3 separate regions of the Mus musculus genome follow, and all the other regions are linked to region 1. A link is a contact called in public promoter capture Hi-C data. All regions are on one chromosome and are shown on one strand. The core of a region is the stretch at or near the end of the contact, and the rest is flanking DNA. Distances in the headings are between cores, read along the strand shown.

Evidence for each region. Promoter capture Hi-C pulls out the DNA fragments that hold promoters and counts their contacts. Capture Hi-C pulls out chosen DNA fragments and counts their contacts.
Region 2: a promoter capture Hi-C map of adipose tissue shows a contact between it and region 1, with 2.7 times the contacts expected there. A contact is called at or near these places in 2 of 484 Hi-C or Micro-C datasets (CD4 T cells and Th1 cells), 1 of 130 datasets of targeted methods (extraembryonic endoderm stem cells) and 2 of 9 other capture datasets (adipose tissue and liver).
Region 3: a contact with region 1 is called in a promoter capture Hi-C map of the HPC-7 cell line, with 3 times the contacts expected there. A contact is called at or near these places in 6 of 39 promoter capture datasets (the C10 cell line, the HPC-7 cell line, hematopoietic stem and progenitor cells and 2 more), 1 of 484 Hi-C or Micro-C datasets (LSK cells) and 1 of 130 datasets of targeted methods (large pre-B cells).

Annotation. Positions count from the first base shown.
Region 1 is chr19:16,779,428-16,782,389 of GRCm38.p6, reverse strand. It overlaps Vps13a (vacuolar protein sorting 13A), which reads left to right and starts at 1,457. Exons shown (of 72, transcript NM_173028.4): 1 at 1,457-1,720. The coding sequence starts at 1,621.
Region 2 is chr19:15,923,664-15,926,625 of GRCm38.p6, reverse strand. It overlaps Psat1 (phosphoserine aminotransferase 1), which reads left to right and starts at 1,567. Exons shown (of 9, transcript NM_177420.2): 1 at 1,567-1,762. The coding sequence starts at 1,703.
Region 3 is chr19:16,153,176-16,156,137 of GRCm38.p6, reverse strand. All of the region lies in intron 1 of Gnaq (guanine nucleotide binding protein, alpha q polypeptide), which reads right to left. Among named protein-coding and RNA genes, the nearest start is that of Gnaq, 22 kb to the right of the region's middle.

The sequences.
Region 1 (2,962 bases), core at 208-2,707:
TTGTCCTTGGGGACCATAGGAGAAGCAGTCCAGTGTTTTATATCTTCTCTGGGATCAAATTTTAGAATAGGCTCAAGAGACGACACTGCCTAATAGCATTTGCTTCAGAGGACCTGAACTCCGTTGCCAGCACCCACCCACATGGAGGCTCACAACCTCCTGTAACGCCAATAACCAGAGAGCTATTCCTGAGGGTACCAGGTACGGATGTAGAAAACACTTATACACACACACAAATGAAATTTAAAATTGTGCTAAATAAAAACTCATTAAAAAAAACCAACATGGATGAAGGTTTAGAATCTTGATAGAAAAATCCATGAAAACAGAAGGGGTCCTATTTGGGAAGAAGGAATCAGTCAATAGGACAAGAAAGAGTCATGGGTAATAAACGACCAAAATATACACATTTATCAAGATGTTATAATGAAACCCATTATTTTGTAAAATATATGCTAATATATTCTTTAAAAGCTTAAAAAAGTTTACACTATTTTTGCTCTTTTTTTTTTCTGAAATAAATTTGAGATACTTGATGACTATGCACAAAATACACTCAGTGCCAAATCAGGATGTGCCTTGCGAAGAGAAAGTTGAAAGTGTACTGCTGCCTCTGAAATCCTCAGAGGATTAATGTCGGTTCTGTAAGTTGCACCTCTGTCTTGTGACCTCAGGACTTTGGGACCAATTTTCTCTAAGTCCAAGCGTGGAGCGGAGACACTACTTATTTTAGCTTGGCCACTAAGGCTCAGAGGTGTCTTTCTTGGTTCTTGGCAGGCTCTCTGCTGTCTCCGGACTGACTCAAACGTGCTACTCTTTAACATGACTGGCGGCTTTCACATAAATGATTTGACCGGAAAAAGGTGCCAAGAGCAGTTGCACATTAAGAACTTGGAATTTATCTCCCAACTTTACTCTCCCTCGCCCCTCCTCAGCACAGATTAGTAGCTGAGGAAGTAAGGGAAGGCAACTGAAGGGCCAGTTCGCATCCTTGCCAGGAGAAGGGAGAACGTCAGGAAGTACCCAAGCACCAAGGCTGGCCGAACCTCACAACTGGTAATAATGGGGGAAAAGCGTCCTGGGAAACTGCCTCAGGAAACTTCCCGCAACCTCGCACCAAGCTGTACACTCTCCACTCTTTGGATCCCGCGATCTTAGTTTTCTCTTTCGGAAGCGGCGTTCCTGTCGGTTATCATCACGCCCCGCCTCCTAGAGAAAGTTCGCTGCGGGTAAAAAGGAGAATCATTCCGGGGCGGGGTCTCCAGCGCTCGACTGGTGTTCTGTTGCTAAGCGACGGATAGGAGGCGCGGCCGGCGGGAGAGGCCCGGCGGTCCGCTCGCGGGCAAGGGCGGGCCCGCGGCTGCGCAGCCGCCGTCCTTCACTCTCGCTCCCGGCCGCGCCTCCAGTTCCGCGTCGGTCACGCCCCCACGCGCAGCCCGAGCTGCGCACGCGTGGTGCGAGCGGCTACCTTCCTTCTGTGGGGCTCGCGGTCGGGTTGAGGGGACCCGGCAGCACCCGCACCGTAGCTGGAGCGGGCCGGGAGCCGGTAAGCCGAGCCGTCTCGAGGGAGGAGCAGCCCGGGTAGTGCCGCGGTGCCCTCCGCGGCAGAGAGGAAAAAAAATGGTATTCGAGTCGGTGGTCGTGGAAGTGTTGAACCGGTTCCTGGGAGACTATGTGGTGAACCTGGACGAGTCCCAGCTCTCCCTGGGCATTTGGAAAGGTAACGGGGTCGCCGCTCCAGGGTCGCGGGAGACGGCGGCGCGGTTTCTCGTGGCTTCGGTCCTTGGCCAGCCCGGCGCCGCCACCTGCAGCTGCCCGCCTCGCCCTTCAAGTTATGTAAAGCGGGGCGGCGGTTCCCGGGCGGGCGGGCGGGCGGCGCGAGCCGTGAGGTTGGGGGAGGCGCTGGCTGAAGCCTCGCGTCCCGGTGGGGCCGGGTGCTGGTGACCCTTGGCCTCCGCTGGGCAAGGGAGGCATCCCTGGCAGTTTGGCCCCGGGCTGTCAGGAAGGCTCCGGCGAGCCCACGGGGAGTCGCACGCCGACTTGCACGTGAAGACCAGGCGCCGTCCGCGAAGACACCCTTCGTCCCTTCCCTGCCCCACTTCACCGTGCTTTCTAGGCGAGTTCCGGTCCGGCCACTGAACTTGGACTTGGGTGTTGCTTAGCTGGGACAGGCAAATGACAGGGGGAATAAAAGGAAAGGAAAGCCCCTTTCAGAGTATCTCAGAGTTACTTAGGTTTTCAGGTCGCAGCCTGACCAGGTGGGAATGTGGGTGTTTGTAAGACCTGAGTTTTTTGTTTTTTTAAAGAACGAAAAGAAAATGCAGGAAAACAGACGGTCAAAATGTAATTTGGGCTTTCCGTTTCTCGGACCTGACGAAGACGTGATGAGCACTCCTCTCTGTTGCTTAGATGGGAAGGGCTGCATCTACCCCTTCACTGCAATGATTTACCTAATACAGTGTCTTATTTTTAGTGTTTCCATCTGTATTGCATTAGACTCTTGTTTATTTTAAGTAGCTATTAGCAAGTAGAGGCCTTTTTTGAAATGAACGTTCCAGGCCAAAGTTAGGGTTAATTATTTGTGTAAATAGTGTGTGCATTCTCTGATAATGTACTTACTTAAAACTTTCTAAAAGTTCTCGTTTATCTTGAGCCTTCTCATTTTTGAAATAATGAAAACAAGTAATTTAGTTTTATTAAACAAACAAGCCCTCAATGTAGCTAGGTACCTTCTTCCACGATAACGTGGGCAATTGATCTGTAAGAGCTAGCACAGCCTCTTTGAGATCAGGTACTTGCAAGTTGCTTAGTCTGCGCTGCTTCTCAGTTGCAGAGTGAGGATAACAAAACTCTGTAGCTCAGAAAAAAAGCCTGGAAGAATATCTGAGCTGGTACCTGGAGAGATGGCTCAGTGGTGAAAAGCGCTGGCTACCTTTCCAGATGACTTGGATCCAAGCCTGGT
Region 2 (2,962 bases), core at 318-2,817, 860 kb after region 1:
ACAGCGGAGTTGAACCAGCCAACAAGAATTTGGAAAGAGCCAGAAAATGTGAGCGTATTGAGCAGTAAATCTCAGAGGCTGAAAATTTTATGGGTCTAGATTAGATTATACAGAGGCCAGAAGCTTCCAGGACTAGGCCTAAGTTAAGCTCCAGACAACAGTTAAATCAGGTGAATAAAGTTTACCAAGTTCCTTTGTATAGTCCTGGCTGTCCTGGAATTTGCTCTGTAGATCAGGCTGGCCTTGAACTTAAGGCTTACCTCTACTTCTACCTCCCCAGTAAGACACCGCCTATCTCCAGCTATGTAAGTTTTTAAACTAAGGTGCTGAAGAAGGCCGTGGACCTGGCTTTATTCGGCCTTTTCTAACAATTTTGCTCTACTACTCCCAGACTCAAAGCAGTGTTTCTGTTCACAGCCACACCCCTTCTACAGGTTATGGGAAACAAACAAGAGCCCAAATGCTCAAAGGCTGAATTGCACGCCTGTCAAACTGAGGCCACAGATGCGGAGATCAGCATTAACGCTCAGTAGGCACGGTGCCTATTCCTGCCATCCATTGTACAAAAGAACTTGGGAAAATGTTTTCATAGTAAAGGAATCTGGGTGAAACTGCAAAGTAGAGGGAAAAATGCTTTTAAAATGTTCTGGACTTCAAAAGAACTACCCTAGCATAGAAGGGGCCTTCTTGTTCCAGAATCTCAAGCGAGCCTCCAGCACAACTCCTTTGAAAAGGGAACTTGTGTGGAAAAGTTTGAACAGATGTGGCACTGTGCCCAGCTCGGCTCAGGGCCACATTCCTCCGGCCCTGACTATATTGTGCTCCCGTTAATACCTCCTCACAACTTGAGGACCTCCTGCACAAGAGCCAACATTCAGGTTCCTGCTCCTCAGTTCATGAAAGAGATAATGAGAGAACAGAGACTCAGCGACTTGAAAGAGGCTGTCCGCGATGAGGGTGGGGGTGGCGGTAGGGGTGGGGTGGGGCTGCCCCCAAAGTTCGTAGCCACCCGTGGGGCAGTGAGCTAGAGCGCAAGTGCAAATACAAAGGCTTCGTATGTGATTTTTGAGACAGGGACCCTCCACGTAGTGTGGCTGGCCTCCACGTAGCTATCCTCCTGATTTACCCTGCTGGGATTATCAGGTGCACCAGGTCACAATCCTATGACCGCACTCTTCAACCATTTCTACACGCTGCACCTCCTTCTTTGAGTGTCCTGTCTCTACGTCGGAGTGTCTGTGAGGGTCTTAGGAAAGTCCGGTGAACAGTGGGGACTGGCTCTGGGACAAATGCAGCATAGCCCAGCTCAGCTGGAGGTGGGCCAGGAGCAATGGGTTTGCGCGCCACCTCGAAGTTGTTCAGAGGCCAGGGCAGGGGACTCTGCGCCCAGAGGTGCGCGAAGGCAGAAGGCACCTCGCCACGCGGGTGGCTGGTGCAATCCCCTGCTCTCTTGCGTTGACCGCTAAAGCCGATTGAAATTCTAAACTCCAGGAGGAGTTGATTGATCGTAGACTCCGATAGTGAGCGTGGCCAATAGGGAGGGGAGCTTCTGAGCGAGAGCCAATCAGTGAGCGGCCTGAGACAGCGAACCAATGGAGCGCCGACTCAGCAGGCTGAAGCCCGCTCTGCCTTTGCATCCGGAGACGCGGGCTGTTCGCGTGGTCTCTGCTCCTGCCACTTCCCCTGCTGTCGCCTTAGCACCATGGAAGCCACCAAGCAAGTGGTTAACTTTGGGCCCGGGCCTGCCAAGCTGCCACACTCGGTAAGGTGGCTGGGGTTTGGTCGGAGTGCGGGCATCGGGATGTGGGGCGTCGGGATGCGGGTGTTGAGATACAGACAGCGGTGAGCAGGGATGCCGCCGTGGAGAGATAGTTGCTGAGGCCGAAATGCGCTCCTGTGCACAGACGCGGGCGTTCACTTCCAGCCGGCCTCCTGGTGGCGTGGCCTCTGCGGCTCCCGCGTGCACAGGCGAGCGTAGGAGTGTGAATGAATGGGCGGTCGGGGCGGCACGTTTCCTTCCGGGGAGCGCAGGCTAAGCTCCGGGCGCTGGGAGCATAGTCCTCAGAACTCGGAAATTGAAAGCTGCCGGCTTCTCCCTCTTCGCCTCCACCGAACCCACCCAGCCCTTAAGCCTTTCTCCTGGAAACCTGCCTGTCTCCTCAGACTCTGAAAGGCTTTGGTCTGTTTGGCCAAGTTCCATTCACTTGATCGGTGTGTCATCCCGTCCCATCCTGCACGGGTTCCTCCCGCACCCCAGCTGTGCGGAATGAGATGCCTCTCGTGGCCGGGAGCCCATGGACCAGCTGTCCAAGCTGCTATCTGGTAACCGCTTGCCACAGCTCGCAGGCATGGCCAAGAATTGTACAATTATCTTTTGTTGAACCCTGGCGATCTCCCCGGGACACCACGGTCTCTGTTGGGGTAGAAACAGGATAGTGTGAGAGAGGGAAAGACGCCTTTCTTTTGTAGGGACAGCGACACAAGCTGAGAACAGGGCTTTTTCTGCAGCCATTGCAGTTCATCTTACATGACGGTCTTTGGTAGAACTGTGGGACCTTCTGGGAGATCTCCCCCACCCCCATCCCTCTCTGTTTTGGAAAGCTCTGGGTTTTTTGTTTGTTTGTTTGTTTGTTTGTTTTGTTTTGTTTTTGCCAGGTTAGGTAAGGCAGTGTCTCTCAGTACAGGCTAGCCTAGAATTTACTTTGTACCGCACGCTGGTTTTGAACTATTCCTGCCTCCACCTCCCAAGAGAGCAGTGTCTTACTTAGGGTTACTATTGCTGTGATGAAACACTGTGGCCAAAAGCAACTAGTGGAAGGAAGGGTTTATTTCACTCACAGTTCCCTATAACAGTTCATTATCAAAAGCAATGAGGACAGGGACCTGGAGGCAGGAGCTGACGCAGAGGCCATGGAGGGGCGCTGCTTTCTGGCCTGCTCTCCGTGGCTTTCTCAGTCTTTAT
Region 3 (2,962 bases), core at 223-2,722, 630 kb after region 1:
CAGTCTTCCTGGAAAGATGGACGGCATAGTGCTCTTAGATGCAAGTCTCAGACTTCCTCCTTACATGTTGTACACATATATCAAACTGCCACACTGAACCCTATAAAAATATGCACAAATATTACATTAATTAAAAGTTTGGCAAGGCATAATAGTGCACACCTTTAACCACAGCACTCTGAGGCAGAGGCAAGCAGATCTTTGTGAGTTTGAGATCTACATCTAGAGTTCTGGGATAGCTAAAGCTATGTAGTGTGACCCTGTCTTTCTCCCTTCCTTCCTCCCTCTCTCCTTCCTTCTTTCCTTCCTTCCTTTATTCCTCCCCTTCTTTCTTCCTTTTTTTCATTCTAGGAAATTTTTTTTCTCTATTCCTCAAAACAAATCAAAGGAAAAAAGGTAAAAAATTCCTCACTTAAGTCAACACTACCTTAGGACTTAACAATACTAAAGGAAGCTTGTGAAGAAAGAAACTCTCAAACCCCTTGGATCGGCACCTTGGAGAAAGAAGGGACACTACATGGAACTTTAACTGCTACCTATCCTGACTAGGGGAGGGATTCTTAAGAGAAACTACAAAGTCAAACCAGGCCAGTCTTCCCTCTGGCTTCACCTAACTCAGGAACTAAAGCCAACTCTGCTTCGGCCAAGTGGTTTAGATATGCAGACAACCACTCACTGTCACAGAACAAAGATCTTCCCAACAGCAAGGCTGTCTGAAACCATTTCTCATCATATCTTGGCTCACCCAAAGTCAGGGAAACAGATGGAATTAAGGGAAGAGTTAACAACAAAGAGAAGCAAACGTCAAAGACCTGGAGAGATCTGCTGCCAGCCTTCACTCCACTCTACCGAGATAAGCACTAAAAATAAAATACATACCATGATCTCCTTCCTACCAGTGACAGGGAAAAGACACGAACTCAGTACACACACACACATACACACACACACACATCCCCACCCCAAACACATCCCACACACACACACATACACACACTCACACATACACACACACACATACACACACACACACATCCCCACCCCAAACACATCCCACACACACACCCTGTGCCCTGATCTTGATGAATAAGCTGGACAAAACCTCTAACATTCTTAAATGAAAATGAAGGCAAAGCACAGAGCACAATAAAGGAAAGAACCTTCTGAAAGATTTACTGTAGAAACTGAAGACAAATCAACGGGCTCAGCGTTGACTTATATCAGGAAAATTTAAGACAATGTACTCTGCTACAATAAGAGACTAAAAGGAGATGGTAAAACAGAAACTGCCAGAGAGTTACAAAAGGGAATGAGAAAGAAAAATCTGCAAAAACTAAAAATGAATTTGGAGATAATATACAACAGACACTTCATTCATTCAACCCCAAATTACTGACACTTGTTCTTTATATACCAAGCCCTGCCAAGTCAGTGACACAGACAGTCTGAGCAATGCTCACAGGAAGGAACAGTTAGAAGCACTCAAAGAGAAGTTGACAGTTCTGGTAGAGAAGCCACAGAAAACCAGTTATGAATGATTGGTGTGTATTTAAAAAAAAAAGTTACTATGGCAATGTAAAAAGAAATCATACATTGGGGGAAATCCTTGAACTGCAGAATAAATGTACATATGAATTATATACATTTTTATTTAAGCATATTTAAGGGCAAATAATTAGGAAAAAATAGAATTTAAACCTGTAGATGCTGTTAGGCCCCCATGTTATATAAACAAATCTGAAAAGGCAATCAGAAAGAGAACGTATTCAGGCTGACTTCTTACCAAATTTAGATGTCAACAGGGACAACTACCATGTGAATCCTGTGGTTATAAAAAAAGATATCATGTGTGTCTCTTATGCCCAGGCAAATCAGTGGTAAATACTTCATCCATGAACACTTTAATTTTCTTTAAAGATTTATTTTTTTTTAATATATATGAGTACACACTGTAGCTGTACAGATGGTTGTGAGCCTTCATCTAGTTGTTGGGAATTGAATTTAGGACTCTACTCGCTCCAGTTGGCCTGACTCACTCAGTAAGTACACTGTAGCTGTCTTCAGACACACCAGAAGAGGGCGGGTGGTTGTGAGCCACCATGTGGTTGCTGGGATTTGAACTCAAACACCTATGTGAAGTCTGGGGGTGACAGACGGAGTGCCTACCTAGCATGCACAAGTCCCTAGATTCAAATCCCTAGTACTGGGAGATAGAGAGTATATTCATTTAAACACAGAACTTATGCTAAATGTTTTAATACACACAAAATAGACATATAATAAAACTTCCGAAAGAAACAAAAAAACAAGCAATATGTTCTACTACCTGCATAAAGTTCTTTAGTCTTAACTTGCAATATTTCTCCTGCTGATCTCAGTATTCAATATGAAATCAAAGTGTTAAACAGTTCTTTTTTTTTTTTTTTTTTTTTTTTTTTGGTTTTTTGAGACAGGGTTTCTCTGTATAGCTCTGGCTGTCCTGGAACTCACTTTGTAGACCAGGCTGGCCTCGAACTCAGAAATCCACCTGCCTCTGCCTTCCGAGTGCTGGGATTACAGGCATACGCCACCACTGCCCGGCAAGAATTTTTTTTTTAATCATCTTCCAAATACTGAAGACAGCACAGACTGCAGGCAAGTTTCAGAGCCTTCAGAATCCAGACAGAAGGCACTGAAGAGAGTCTTCTACTAGCAGCCTTTGGATGAAGATGTAGAACTCTCAGCTCTGCCTGTGCCATGCCTGAATGGATGCTGCCATGCTCCAACCCTGATGATAATGGACTGAACCTCTGAACCTGTAAGCCAGCCCCAATTAAATGTTGTTTTTTTTATAAGACTTTCCTTGGTCGTGGTGTCTGTTCACAGCAGTAAAACCCTAACTAAGACAGAAGTTGGTATCAGGGACTGGGGTATTGCTGTGATAGGCCTGACCATACTTTTATTTGAAAGAATGTGGATTTAG